Linked DNA regions of Mus musculus: regions 2 and 3 are each linked to region 1. The links are chromatin contacts, called in public HiChIP or PLAC-seq maps. All regions are on one chromosome and are shown on one strand. The core of a region is the stretch at or near the end of the contact, and the rest is flanking DNA. Distances in the headings are between cores, read along the strand shown. Region 1 has its middle 60 kb from the start of Gm32998. Region 2 has its middle 51 kb from the start of Gm46567. Region 3 has its middle 94 kb from the start of Gm46567.

The links. HiChIP or PLAC-seq counts read pairs in DNA pulled down with a chosen protein or histone mark.
Region 2: a contact with region 1 is called in an H3K4me3 HiChIP or PLAC-seq map of embryonic basal ganglia, with 5 times the contacts expected there. The contact joins two enhancer-like sites. A contact is called at or near these places in 1 of 484 Hi-C or Micro-C datasets (bone marrow-derived macrophages), 4 of 115 datasets of contacts at active chromatin or transcription factors (craniofacial prominence, embryonic basal ganglia and embryonic stem cells) and 1 of 9 other capture datasets (embryonic tail).
Region 3: a contact with region 1 is called in an H3K4me3 HiChIP or PLAC-seq map of embryonic basal ganglia, with 4 times the contacts expected there. The contact joins two enhancer-like sites. A contact is called at or near these places in 2 of 15 datasets of contacts at CTCF or cohesin (the NIH/3T3 cell line and large pre-B cells), 1 of 484 Hi-C or Micro-C datasets (bone marrow-derived macrophages), 10 of 115 datasets of contacts at active chromatin or transcription factors (craniofacial prominence, embryonic basal ganglia, embryonic forebrain and 6 more) and 3 of 9 other capture datasets (embryonic stem cells, embryonic tail and embryonic trunk).

Annotation. Positions count from the first base shown.
Region 1 is chr16:30,128,147-30,131,972 of GRCm38.p6, reverse strand. No RefSeq gene overlaps it. Among named protein-coding and RNA genes, the nearest start is that of Gm32998, 60 kb to the right of the region's middle. Within about 2 kb of position 2,297, at least 21 of the 459 cell types and tissues checked have an H3K27ac peak or open chromatin away from gene starts, as enhancers often do. A contact at or near this core is called in embryonic basal ganglia, where this site is marked.
Region 2 is chr16:29,760,062-29,764,267 of GRCm38.p6, reverse strand. No RefSeq gene overlaps it. Among named protein-coding and RNA genes, the nearest start is that of Gm46567, 51 kb to the left of the region's middle. Within about 2 kb of position 2,262, at least 52 of the 459 cell types and tissues checked have an H3K27ac peak or open chromatin away from gene starts, as enhancers often do. A contact at or near this core is called in embryonic basal ganglia, where this site is marked.
Region 3 is chr16:29,717,489-29,721,618 of GRCm38.p6, reverse strand. No RefSeq gene overlaps it. Among named protein-coding and RNA genes, the nearest start is that of Gm46567, 94 kb to the left of the region's middle. Within about 2 kb of position 1,393, at least 46 of the 459 cell types and tissues checked have an H3K27ac peak or open chromatin away from gene starts, as enhancers often do. A contact at or near this core is called in embryonic basal ganglia, where this site is marked.

The DNA.
Region 1 (3,826 bases), core at 1,048-3,547:
AACCACGTGGGCCCTAGTGATGCTGTACTTGAGGAGTGGCTTTTCCTTGATGCCTGTCAAGCAATTACCAGGCGTAGCTTCATAAAGGTGCTTGAATCAACCATAATAACTGTGCGACCATACTGTTTTCTTGTCGGTAAACATGGGAAGTGAGGGTGTGAAGGCTAGAGCAGCGGTTCTCAACTTGTGGGTCACAACCAAAAGGGTTCACATGTCAGATGTCCTTCACATCAGACACTTACAGCATGATTCACAAATATAGTAAAATCACAGTTATGAGGTAGCAGTGAAAATAATTTTACGGTTTGGGGGTCACCACAGCATGAGGAAGTGTATTAAAGGGTCGCCACATTAGGAAGGCTGAGAACCACTGATCTAGAGCAACGTGAGCCGCATGGAAGCTGGAGATCCATCTGGGTTGGCCCCATGTGACCTTTGTATCCAGTCACCAGAGGAAGACTCTGCGCATCTCTCCACACTCCCCTGCCTCCTTCTGTCCTCGAAGCCCATGGAACTAATTGCCCAATGCTCCCTTGATTACTCAGTTGCATGCACTCAAAACACCAGCCCTCACCTGAGAGCACCCTGCCCTTTCATGCCAGGCTGCAGAAGGGCCAGCGTGTCCCAGGTAGCTGTCACATCCTTCTGACAGACAGCTTCCTGAACCCCTATGGAAACAAGGAGGAGAGTCCGTCAGTGACATTTCAATTCTAGTTCTTACTTAGTCAAAATCACACCCGTACACAACTTGGAGGCTGAAGAGGTCTACAGCATCCTCCTGTATTAAGAATTAATTCTTAAATGTCCTCCATAACTGGCTTTTAAAATCTCACCTCTCCCAGAACTTGCTATCATAGTTACTCCATAAACGCTTGCCACAGTCATGAATAAACTAAGAAAGTTTAAACAGCAGAATTAACCTTGCCAGACACCTAAAAGGTAAAAGAGAGACTTGCATAAATCATAGTGAAATTTGAGAGAAGGAAGGAAAGAGAAGCCCCGCATAACCACATTTCCTTTCCGGGACTTGGTTTGTCTCTGCAAAAAAAAAGATGGGAATGCTATCACCTACTAAGGAAAATTGTCATATGGAATGAGAGCTCAGTGACTAAATCATGTGTGCCAAGTCCCCAGCGCTGTGTGAGTCTTCTGCAGAACTTGCTAACAGGAAGGATTTTGCTCTAGGTCCTAGGCTGGCCGGGCACTCTGCATCACTTCATGCAGCAGAATGAATTATGTTCAAAACAACTATAGAAAACCAACATTGGAAGCTTGGGGTGCGGCTCAGAGTTAGAGCACTTGCTGAACACACAAAGGCTCTAGGTTCAATTTCCCCCGTACTCAAGGAAAAGAAGTCTAACTTTAGATTTAATGCAGTAATGTAGAGGTCAACAGGAGTTCTAATCTTGACTCCCACAGTGACTTTCCTGTGTGTTCTTAGGCAACTTTCCTTTCTCTTCAGCCTGAGCAGTTTCTTTAGAGAGATGTCTTTGGCCCCTCACCCTCCATTACTTCACACAATATTGTCTTGTGATATACCCTTCCAGAACAAGCCCTCCCCACCTGCTGCTGTGAGCCAGCCTGTCCTGGCACCAGCTTCCTTGGAGCCTGGGGTTCAGGCTGCTGGCCTCTGGGGGCAGAGTGGGAGACCAGCCCTCAATACAGTCTTCTGCAGTGGAATGCAAAACAGATCTGGCCTTGGTTCCAGCTAACACCAGGGAAATGGCTGTAACCTGCCATCTTGTCAGCGTAGGGCCCGGGTGATTAATGACTCTTTAATCCCATAGCGCAATACCTGACAAAATATGCTCGGGCCAAAAAGGCAGAACAAACCTAATTAGCCTGGTCAACCCACTCCCAAGGTGTGGGTTGCTAAGGATCCCCAGGGCTTGGAGAGCAAGCCTCTCCCTCCCTGTCCCTTTCAGGTCTGTGAAAGAATCAAGTGGCCACAATGGGAAGGGGACTCCATTAAAAGGCGGGGGGCTGGCCAATGAATAAACATGCAGGTTACCGTGTTGATATTACACTGAATACGATTCTGAAGTGGGGTGCTTGGGCCTCGGAGGCCGGCGCCCCGGGTATTGTGCTGGGGGAGGGACTGGCCATTTGAAGTCAAGGTGAGAACATACTGGGGGCAGATGGAACCTGCTTTGTTTGTGAAAGAGTTTTTCTGCTATTTATGCTAATGAATGGGAAATACTTCTTGAGCATTTCAGATGGTTCTGTAATGAGGCCCGGCAGAATGTGCCAACATTGTTGGCCCTAGACAATCTTCAACTCCCTCTCAGCACATTAGCAGCCCCTTTCTTTACAGGAAGGCCCTGAGAGGGTGAAAGAGGACAATGGGGGAAGAGTGAAAACACCACAAAGACGGGCTTTTGTTTCCCGGTCCTTTGAACCCTCTCAAAGGCCTGGTTTCAAGGGGTATGTTGGGCCTGCCTTTCAACGTCGCTGAACCCGGAATCCCCTGTTGTTTAGCAACATAGAAAGCTGACCTTAATTGACTCCACTTCTGAGCAGGCTTTGTAAATCACTCTGCCCGGACTGAAATTTCCTGATGGTGTCTGTGGGCGAGAGAGACTGTCTGTACCCAGGACACCAATTCGGTCGTATGTGTGCACACACCATGGCTTACAGCTGACCACTCTGGATAGACATTTATTCACTTTTATTCTCACAAGGACTCCACCTTCCCAATGAGGAATCCTGACTCCATTTTAGAGGTAAGCAAGTTGAGGCTCCCAGAGGCTAGGAGATCTGCTGAGAGCCTTAGATCAAGAAGGGAGAGGATCTGGGACTTGTCCCTTCTTGCAGCACCACAGATGGTCCGGGCTCTAGAGTGTGTGCTTGTGTCAAAAGAGATCCCTTCCATGATACGTTTCTTTAACTGATTCTTTTGCAGAGGAAGAAGAACACCACGAGGCTATGGTTGCGCTCTGGGTTTCCTCTTTTGATTCTCGTCATCTTAGCGTTTCCTTGATAAGGCTCCCCTTCCTCTGTGTTCTGGCTGCACAGTGCTGATTTCCACCCATCCTTCCCCTTCGCACCCAGTGTCATTTAGCAACTCGGTCTCCAACAGAGAAGGTAGGGAGGCTCCACCTTCTGTGTGGGGATGATGCATCATTGGGCCTTGTGGGGTCCAGGGTGTAGTGAGGAAGGGACCCAATTGAGCTTACCTGAGACACCATGTCTACACCCTTAAAGTCCTTAGACCTGTAAGTGTGAGAGTTAAATGACACGTGACCACAAGGTCCTTCTGATAGGCCCCGTGCTTAGAAGAGGGCATGTTTATATCAGTGCTCTGATAGCACAATCTTGATATTCTTGTGGATTTTGTCTCTATTTTGTGAATGGAGTCCAGCAAGACAGTGGGGCAGGCGATACCAGAACAACTGCCATTACTTGCTTCTTCATCCTTGTAGAGCATCCTATGTGCTCCAGGGCTACAGGATCCCAGGAGTCAGAGATACACAAGTGCTTTATGGCTTCATTTGAGTAAATGGGGCACTAGTGGTCTCAAGAGGCTGTGCCTTCCATTCAAACTAGACTGGAGATTCCAGACTACAGGACGGCAGCATCTGAAGAAACACCAATGACCCAAAGACCCCATGATATCCTTTCTTACTCACAGGCCGCCCGGCTATTGACACCAAGAAGCTTCCAGAGGAGGGGTCACCTGGGTGAGCCCCATTCTGAAGAGGCTGGAGCATGTGACCAAGAGTCACGGCTGGCTCAAGGCAGTGAGTGCTTCTGTTCTGGCGAGAGCAAATGAAAGCGATGTGGGAGTGGGCTGCAAAAAGAAAATTCTAGTTGGGAGGTAAATGGT
Region 2 (4,206 bases), core at 1,013-3,512, 370 kb after region 1:
GTGTGTGTGTGTGTGTGTGTGTGTGTGTGTGTGTTCTCAACAAACACAGCTGAAGGCAGGTGTGCTGAGGGTGTGGCTAAGCTGTCATGCATCAGAAATGGGGGGGGGGGGGGGATGATTCTCCAGCCAGCCCAGGCTTCCCAGCAGACATGGCTCAGGGGTTCAGGGCAAGATTCACTTAAGCAGCGGTGGGAGCAGAGGTGTGGCTGGGTGCACTGGGATTGGGGCTAAGCTTCCAAGGAGAGGAAACCATCTATGGCTGCTGAAGGCTCCTGTCAGGGCCATTTGATGTGCTCATAGTACGTACACAAGCCAGAAATGGCTCTCTCTGTGTTTTCCAGGCTTCGGATTCGTGTGTGTCTCACAGACACTTGATAATTGTGTGCCCCAAAGTGTTATCTTGTGCCAGCAGCATTGACATTGCCGGGAAGCTTGTTAAAAGTGTAAAGTCTGTGCTGGAGAGATGCCTCAGAGGTTAAGAGCACTGGCTGTTCTTCCAGAGGTCCTGAGTTCAATTCCCAGCAACCATATGGTAGCTCACAACCTCCGTAACGAGATCTGGTGCCCTCTTCTGGCCTGCAGGCATCCAAGCAGTGGGAACATTGTATGCATAATATATAAATTTTTTTTATCGAAGTGGACAATCCTGTACTCAGGACAGATGGGTGAGCCAGAATCTCTATTTCAATGGACATTTCATGAGCATTTACAGCTTAATACATCAGAGAACGTCCAGTTTTGCAAAGCAGGGTTTAATTTTACCTCAAGGGGAAAAAATTCCTTTGTTGGTGTGCTGATGAGTGACAATTTAAAACCTGGTAAGGGAGAAATAGGATTTTTCTATACCACTGGGAACTAAACAAGTGGGAATGAAACATGACTCAAGGGAGAAAAGAAAGTTCAAAGGCTACTCTGATGTAAATGAGGTGGCCAGGGAGCCATCAGCTGTACTGCCCATCAGATGGGTTAGGCTTCCATTTGGCTGATGCCTCCTTCCTTAAGGCACGGGCAGCTGAGGTCAAGCTCTTGGCTGCTCACTGTCACTCTCCTCTCAGCAGATGACCCCATCCCAGCACCTATCCAAGTCCTCGGCCAGTAAGCTCAGGAGAAAACACCCAACACCAAAAGCTTCAAAGGCTTGGCTGATAAGATGTGTTCAGGTACCTACCTGCCATCGTGGCAGTGTTCCTCTGAGTCCTCCTCGAGGACAGTGACATATGGTCAGTCAACACAATCTAGCAAACCCTGAGCAAACTGCCCAGTGCACCTGTGCTTCCAATGAGCAAATGACAGCACCTGGGAGGGACAGGTCTATGAATGTGGCCAAACCATCAGGGACTCTGTTCTGTTCTTTTGCATATTGCTGTTATCTCTGGGGCCCAGTCCTACACTGCTGCACTCTGTAATTCTCCTGTCAGGTAATGGTCCTTCAGGGCTTCAGAAGCAGCACTTTGGGGGACAACGACAGGTACTTCACCTCTGTGACTTAGAGGTTCAGCCAACACTGTCCAAGAAGAGTTCCAATATAGACAATAAACTTACACAAGACATCAGAGGCAAAATTGGTCTTGCTCTCCTGGAGTGGTTCTTCCTTACCAATCACTGCCAGGAGGCAGAACAGAACTGGGGCAGGGCCGTAGGCTGCATCAGAATCTCTGCAGCTATGTGAGCTCACGTTAAATATTGACTCTGCTCCTGGCTTCCTCGTGCAAGACAGAAATGCTGATGTGTGCCACCATCCTAGAGCTGTTCTGAGAGTTGAATCGAACCTCCAGCCTCCAACACTTAGGAAACCACCTGAGTGCATGGTATTCACTTAGCCAGAGGGTAGCAATTGTCACTGTTGATCACAGTGAGAGAGAGAGGGATGCCGGGTGCTCACGGATGCTTGCTGGAAGGGAGAGGCATCACATGGGCTAGGGGAAGTGGGGGGGGGGTTCGGAAAGGGCTTAAGAGGTGCTGATTCTGGTGGAGCAGGAAACCTCACGCTCCCATCTTGTTTTTCTCTGCTGGAATATGCTCTCACACTTGGATGGACATACACACCCCGCAACAGATTTGCAGCTGTCAGGAGAGAGAGATAACAGGGGAACAACAGCCAGCAGCTGGGCTCGCTGCCCCACTCTCTCAGGCTGTTCCAGCTCCAGCTGTGAGGAAAGAGGAAGACTGGAGCCAAAATCAGCCTCCCCCACCCCTGAGAAAATCCACCTAGATTAGACAGCTGCCTGTTCTGCCTCCTCTCCCTTGGGCTTTCAGCTGGAGCCTGGGAAATTGGATGAGGAGGTGAGGAGCTGGGAGGCCAGGAAATGGGCTCTGTTTATTCCCCTCTTCCTGGAGAGTAAGCAAAGGACCCCCGCCGTGGATCTGGGTGTCTAGCCTGGCCTACAGCTGTTGCGTGTCTGGGCCAGGCATCTGTCTTGCTCCACTGTGAGTAAGGGGGGTGGTGTTGGGGGAGTTGTTTCCATCCCGTTCCAACTGTGGTTCCCAGCCCTGGCCGTCCATGACATTCACCCAGAGAGATTTCCTGCAGCATCCCAGAACAACTGAGTGGGGTCTCTTTGAGGAGGGTCAGGGTGCTGGAACTTTTTAAAATCTCCTAGAAGATTTTAATGCTCGTGGTTGAGAACCTGTGATTGCAAAGAAAAAAAAAAAGTGAGGCTCTTGGGAGCCACAAATCACTGGCTTCCGTGACTTTGGAAATGGTTCGGCTCACGCTTGCCACATCCAGTCTAGCTCCAGAATCTGACCTGACCGCTGTGGCAAGGAATGAAGAATAGTCTGACAGACTGGCACACAGACAGAGGGCTGGGATCTGGTGGTCTGTGCTCTCTGCTGGAGAAGCCACCGTCTCTCAGAAGTCTAGTGTGTTTATTACACGGAGTGGAAAGGGGAGGCATGGTTATTGCAAATAGCTGAATAAAAAAACAGGGTTAATGGTACTCAGCCACACCAACGACGTAGGTTTAGCTACTCTTCATAGGACAGTCTCTGTAAGGGAGCAGTCTTCAAGTCATGAGTATCTGGAAGGGGTAGGAGGCTATGGTGGACTTTTTTTGCACACACTGTCAGTGCTCACACTTGCACACTTGGCTCCTTGAGGAAGGCTTTGCCATTTCTCTCTCTGAGCCTGAGGCTATGGGGTCCTAGACATGACTGTACCTGTATCAACAATACAAATCCACTCAAGACTTTGCCCACTCAGGGCCTCCTGCTGTATACAAGTGTCTGCTTTAGAGATGGGAACTGCATGGCTTTCACTTCGCATACCACAGCCGGAATGATGAAGACACCTTGTGAATATGCAGGCCTTGGAGGACAGTGCTAGTTGCTATCAATAGTGACAAGACAAGGCTCTTGCTATCCAAGAGCTGGGCAGAGGAATGGCCATGGACCTTCTGAATGTCACCATCTGCCCTTGGGTAGATAAGGAAGGGCAAGCTTCCAAACCCTAACCCCTCAGGGCATCTTAACCCCTAAGGCTGGTGCCGGTGCAGTAGTTCCACCCTTATGTCTGGGAAAGATGAGCCCCACTCTTTACAGGGCCATGCCTGTCTCCACAGTCATAAGGAGTCAGTAAGTTCATATTGTGGACTCTCTTTTGTATACCGAGGGCTCCCAGATTCCCCAATGAAACACAGATGGGTGCTTTTAGGACCTGCCCGGGCCTTTCCTCAGGTCTGTCTTTGAGAATCTGGGTTGGGCTACAGCAGTACACATTGCTAGGATCAGAGTGAGCAAGCGGGCAGCAGTGCTCAGGGGATTTGGAAAATAGCTTTGACTTTGAACCATACGTCCAGATGTGTGCCTGTGTGGGCATCTGAGGCTTCTTGCAGACAAGGTTATTGAAGGAGGAGGGAAAAGAAAGGGCCTGGGTATGGGCCAGAGGCACGCTTCTCTTCTGCTACCAAGTTCTGGGGCAAAATTCCTGGAATTTGAGAATTTTAAGCTAGAATTGGAGTTTTTGGCTCTTACAATATGCCTCTGTAAAGATAGGGAGATAGGATATATTTCAGTAACTGTTCTAATCTCATTTTATAACTTTTAAATAATAGACGGAGTCATTGGAACACTTGCTCCAGGCACTGCAGCCATGTCTGCTGGGCGAGTGTACCAAATCTAAGGTTCAGAGAGTGGAGGGTGCTCTGGGTTTTGTATCTGTTTAGCACTATGGCTGGGAGTCCTTGTGCTCTGCAGCCTCTGCCCAGC
Region 3 (4,130 bases), core at 144-2,643, 410 kb after region 1:
ATGGAAGAATTAGGCTGAACGAGTGAATGTGGAAATGAACAGGTGCTGTGAACCCTGTGTCCCAGACACACACCTTAAAGTTCTTTAAGACTGGGACAAAGCCAGTCCTTCCGTCCTCCCTCCCGTCCTCCCTCCCCATCCTCCCCTCCCCATCCTCCCTCCAGTCCTCCCTCCCATCGTCCCTCCCTCCAGTCCTCCCTTTCATCTTCCCTCCCTCCTGTCCTCCCCTCCCCATCCTCCCTCCAGTCCTCCCTCCCATCGTCCCTTCCTCCAGTCCTCCCTTTCATCTTCCCTCCCTCCTTTCCTCTCCCAGCCTTCAGGGACCGGATACACATGTGCAGCTTACCAGCAAAGCATATGTGTGGCCCAGAATCTCTGTTGCAGAAACTGTTCCGTACTTAACCCTGAGATCTAGGAAAAGCCTTCGTCGCTGCAGTTTCCCAAGGTGTCCTCATGCCCTTCCTTCTATGATCTCCCAACACCAAGCAGGGGCTGGCTGGTGAGGGCAAAGGCGGCTAGAGAAAATGGGTTCACCGACCCCAGCTCCAGGGGGGTTGAGGGTGGAGGGGTCCCAGTAGTCTTGAGGAAAATGCAGTGGAGTCAGATCCAAATCCATGTAGCAGCCACCACAGAATAACCGTGCAGCCTGGGACAAATCACTTCGGCCTTTTGTTTTAAAATAAGAAACAGCTAATAACTACTGTGTCACGGGGTTTGGGGAGAATAAATGGAAACTGTATTTCTGGAAACTTCCAGCATGATGCATGCCTTTGAACATTCGTTCATTCGTGGGCTCAATAAAGTTCGTGTGTTACAGTTTCCCAAGTGTGGGACACTGTTCCAAGGCACTTAATAAATCCTTTCCCCAGCTCCCTACTGTCTAGACCGATTGTCACTTGGTTTCCATACAAGGGTCTGACCGCAAGGAAACCAGGGTTGTTTTACTGTGTTCCCTTCTCTTGCTCCACACCTCAGCGAAGATAGGGTGGGGAACTGTGTGAGTTCCCGTCTCATCACACAGAAGAGCATCACTTCTTCCAGGGGATTTCTCTCAGCTGGCAGCAGAAAGGCAAACAGAGGGAAACATTTGATGGCTAAAGCGGTGCACCTCACCAGAGGGCATCCCGCAGGCCAGAAGCGCCAGGGCAGCCAGGGAAGGCTGGGTGCCATCGAGGGCGCGGATCCCAGTTATCTCCCATTTCCTTTGGGAGCCCCGGAGACGTGGCCTTCCCCAAGCAGCCTCCGAGGTGGCCTGTGAGGCTTTTGTCCTTGGCAGCAGAGAAATTTCTGCTTCAGTGACTCCAAACAAGGCTTGCATTAACTCCAGGCCTGTGAGGGGAGCGCGTGCAACAAAACCCAACACCGTGTCCCAGCCCTCAGACAAGCACAAAACAAATGGTGCCGGAATTTTTCAGAATAGAATCATCCGCTCAATGTCACTGCATACATTTACCTACCTCAGAGGCTATTCAAGGCCCCTTTCAAGGGAGCGATCAATAGAGATGGATCGGACAACATCTCTATGGCAACACCTCCATTGAAAAATGATGGCGGCCACAGCGAGAAGGGCGATGACCATTTTTTTAAAAAAATATACACACATACAGCATAGCTCACTCCAAAAGGGTCCTCTGGCTCCCAGGCTAGGAGGCCGTGTTAAAACAATACTGGAAGAACTCATGACAAGACTGATTAGGGGCGCAAAGCAAGCAAGAGAACCCAGTACTGTGGGTTTGCACAAAGCCTTTAAGATCGGGGCCTTTGGGACAAGGAAATTTGTCAACAAAATTAATATTCTCTCTGTCTCTGGAAACTCTCAAGCTGAAGGAGTTTATGAGGACCTTACTCTGAGGGTCTACCATGGAGGGAATTGTTAGAGTAAGAGGCTGTAAAGCAAACAGTAACGGCCACCAGGCTCTCAAACTGAGCATGAAGGGGCAGAAGGAGCGCCGGGCTAAGCTCACAGCAGATCCTGTTCCTCTGGCGCCTTCACACACTGGGCTCTGGGTTAGAAAGGGCACTGATGACCTCAGAAATGAGAAACCTTAAGGGGCTCATGGTTTAAAAGACTGTAGTGGGAACACATGGACAATACGACCACCACAGAGAGCAAGCCTCCCCAGACCACTTACATACACTATTGACAGTTTTAGAAAGCGGTCATTGGCTCAGATGGTCTTTTCCTTCCGTCAGAAAGGATAAGAAAAGAAAAAAGATCATCTCAGCTATTGCTCTGTGACTCCTCCAGGAACACTTGGGGAAAGAAGGCCAGAGAGGGTGCGGGAAGGTTGTCAGGGCCAATAGCACAGTCTCCACGTTGCTGCTTCTCTAACCCATGACCTTTGGTGAGCCATTAACCTTGCTTGCCTCCACAGGTCCTTCCATAAAATCTGAAGCACTTCTGGATTGGTAGATGAAAGATTGCAAGGCGAGTGCGGAGTTTATATACAGCGCCCTTTATACCTGACAGCTGAAAGAAATTAGCTGTAATAGACGAAGCGTCGGGTGGAGATTGTGTGGGCTGCGGCTCACCATGACCTGAGTGCTTGCATTCCTGGGCTCTGAACAACCTTATTTCCCCACGTCAGGGGAGAGGGGGTTGTGGCTGATGGCCCCTGACATTTGTGCTGCTGTTTGAAGAGCAGAGAGCCCTGGGTGGCTGCTTTACAGTCCCAGGTTTGCCCTTAGGAATGGTGAAGCCCTGCACCCTATATCTCCTCTGAGCTCAGACTCCCGGGGCTCCCGAGACCCCTTAAGGACTCTGTTTTCAGTTGTTATTGTGTTCCTATAAGGGAGGGGGCATGCTTACCAGGGGACACATCTATTCTCTGTTCCACCTTTACATGGATTCCAGGGATCAAACCTCAAGACATCAGGCTTGTTTGGCTAGCATGCCTTAGCCATGGAGCCGTCTGGTTCGTCTCTGGAATCTTTTTGTCTGGAGTTTTTATTGTTGAAACTGTTGTTCTGTTTGAGATGGCGTCTCCAGTGGCCCTTAGCCCAGCTTAACTCAAGATCATCTGTTCTCTACCTTTAGGTGCTGGGTTTACAGGTGTTTGACACCATACTAGGCTTACAAATAACAATCCCTTTTCCCCATCTCTTTCTTTCTTTTCTCCTTCTTTCTTCCTTTCTTCCTTTTTCTCTTTCTTTCTTTCTTTCTTTCTTTCTTTCTTTCTTTCTTTCTTTCTTTCTTTCTTTCTTCCTTCCTTCCTTCCTTCCTTCCTTCCTTTCTTTCAATAATCGATATCTCACTGGTCTGAAATTCACTCTGTTGGCCTCAGACTCACAGACATACTCTTGAGTCCTGGGTCAAATGGCGAGAACCACCACGTCTTTCTTATTTATTTATTTCTAAGATTGTTTTTGTTTGTTTCTCTTTATTTATTCTTTGTAAATTTCACATTATTCTCTCATTCGTCAACCCTTCCTTTCATATCAGCCCTCTGCCCTTGCAACCCCCCCCCAAGAAAAAGGAAAAAAGAACAAAACAAACAAACAGACAAACAAACCCCTATCTTGTGGTGGAATCTGCAGTACATCAGTCTGTCCCACAGTATAGCCTTTTGTCCATACATCTTTGCTTGCAAATGTTCACTGCGATGAGTCATTGGTCTGGTTCTAGGTCCCTGGTTTCTGCTACTCCATCAATCCTGGATCTTCCCAGGACTCCTCTCAGATATCCAGTTGTTGCCCTGTGTCATGGAGATCCTGCAACCTTGGATCTGCAGGATCCACCCCTTCATGGCTCCAGCAGTTCATAGATGGGGTAGATGTTGGGATGGGCCAATTCTAAGCCCTGGATCTGGGCTGAGTGGTAGCTGAGGCGGTCAGCATGCCACCTCTCTCACACCCACACCATCAGGGTCAGCTCTTCAGCACTTCCCATGCTAGCTCACCCAGTGCCACAGCTGGCAAAAAACTGGGCCAGCTCTCCTACCCTCAAACTCTCAAGGTTGGCTCACCTGCACCTTCGCCACCATGGTCAGCTCTACCGTGCTGCTCAGATGAGGTGGAGGGCCTGCTCGCTTAAGTGCTGCAGTCGGTGAGGGGCCAGGCCAGCTCCACACAGCCCTTGGACATCAACATGATCCCAGGCGGCAGTCCAGACCAGGGACATCCTCATGGCC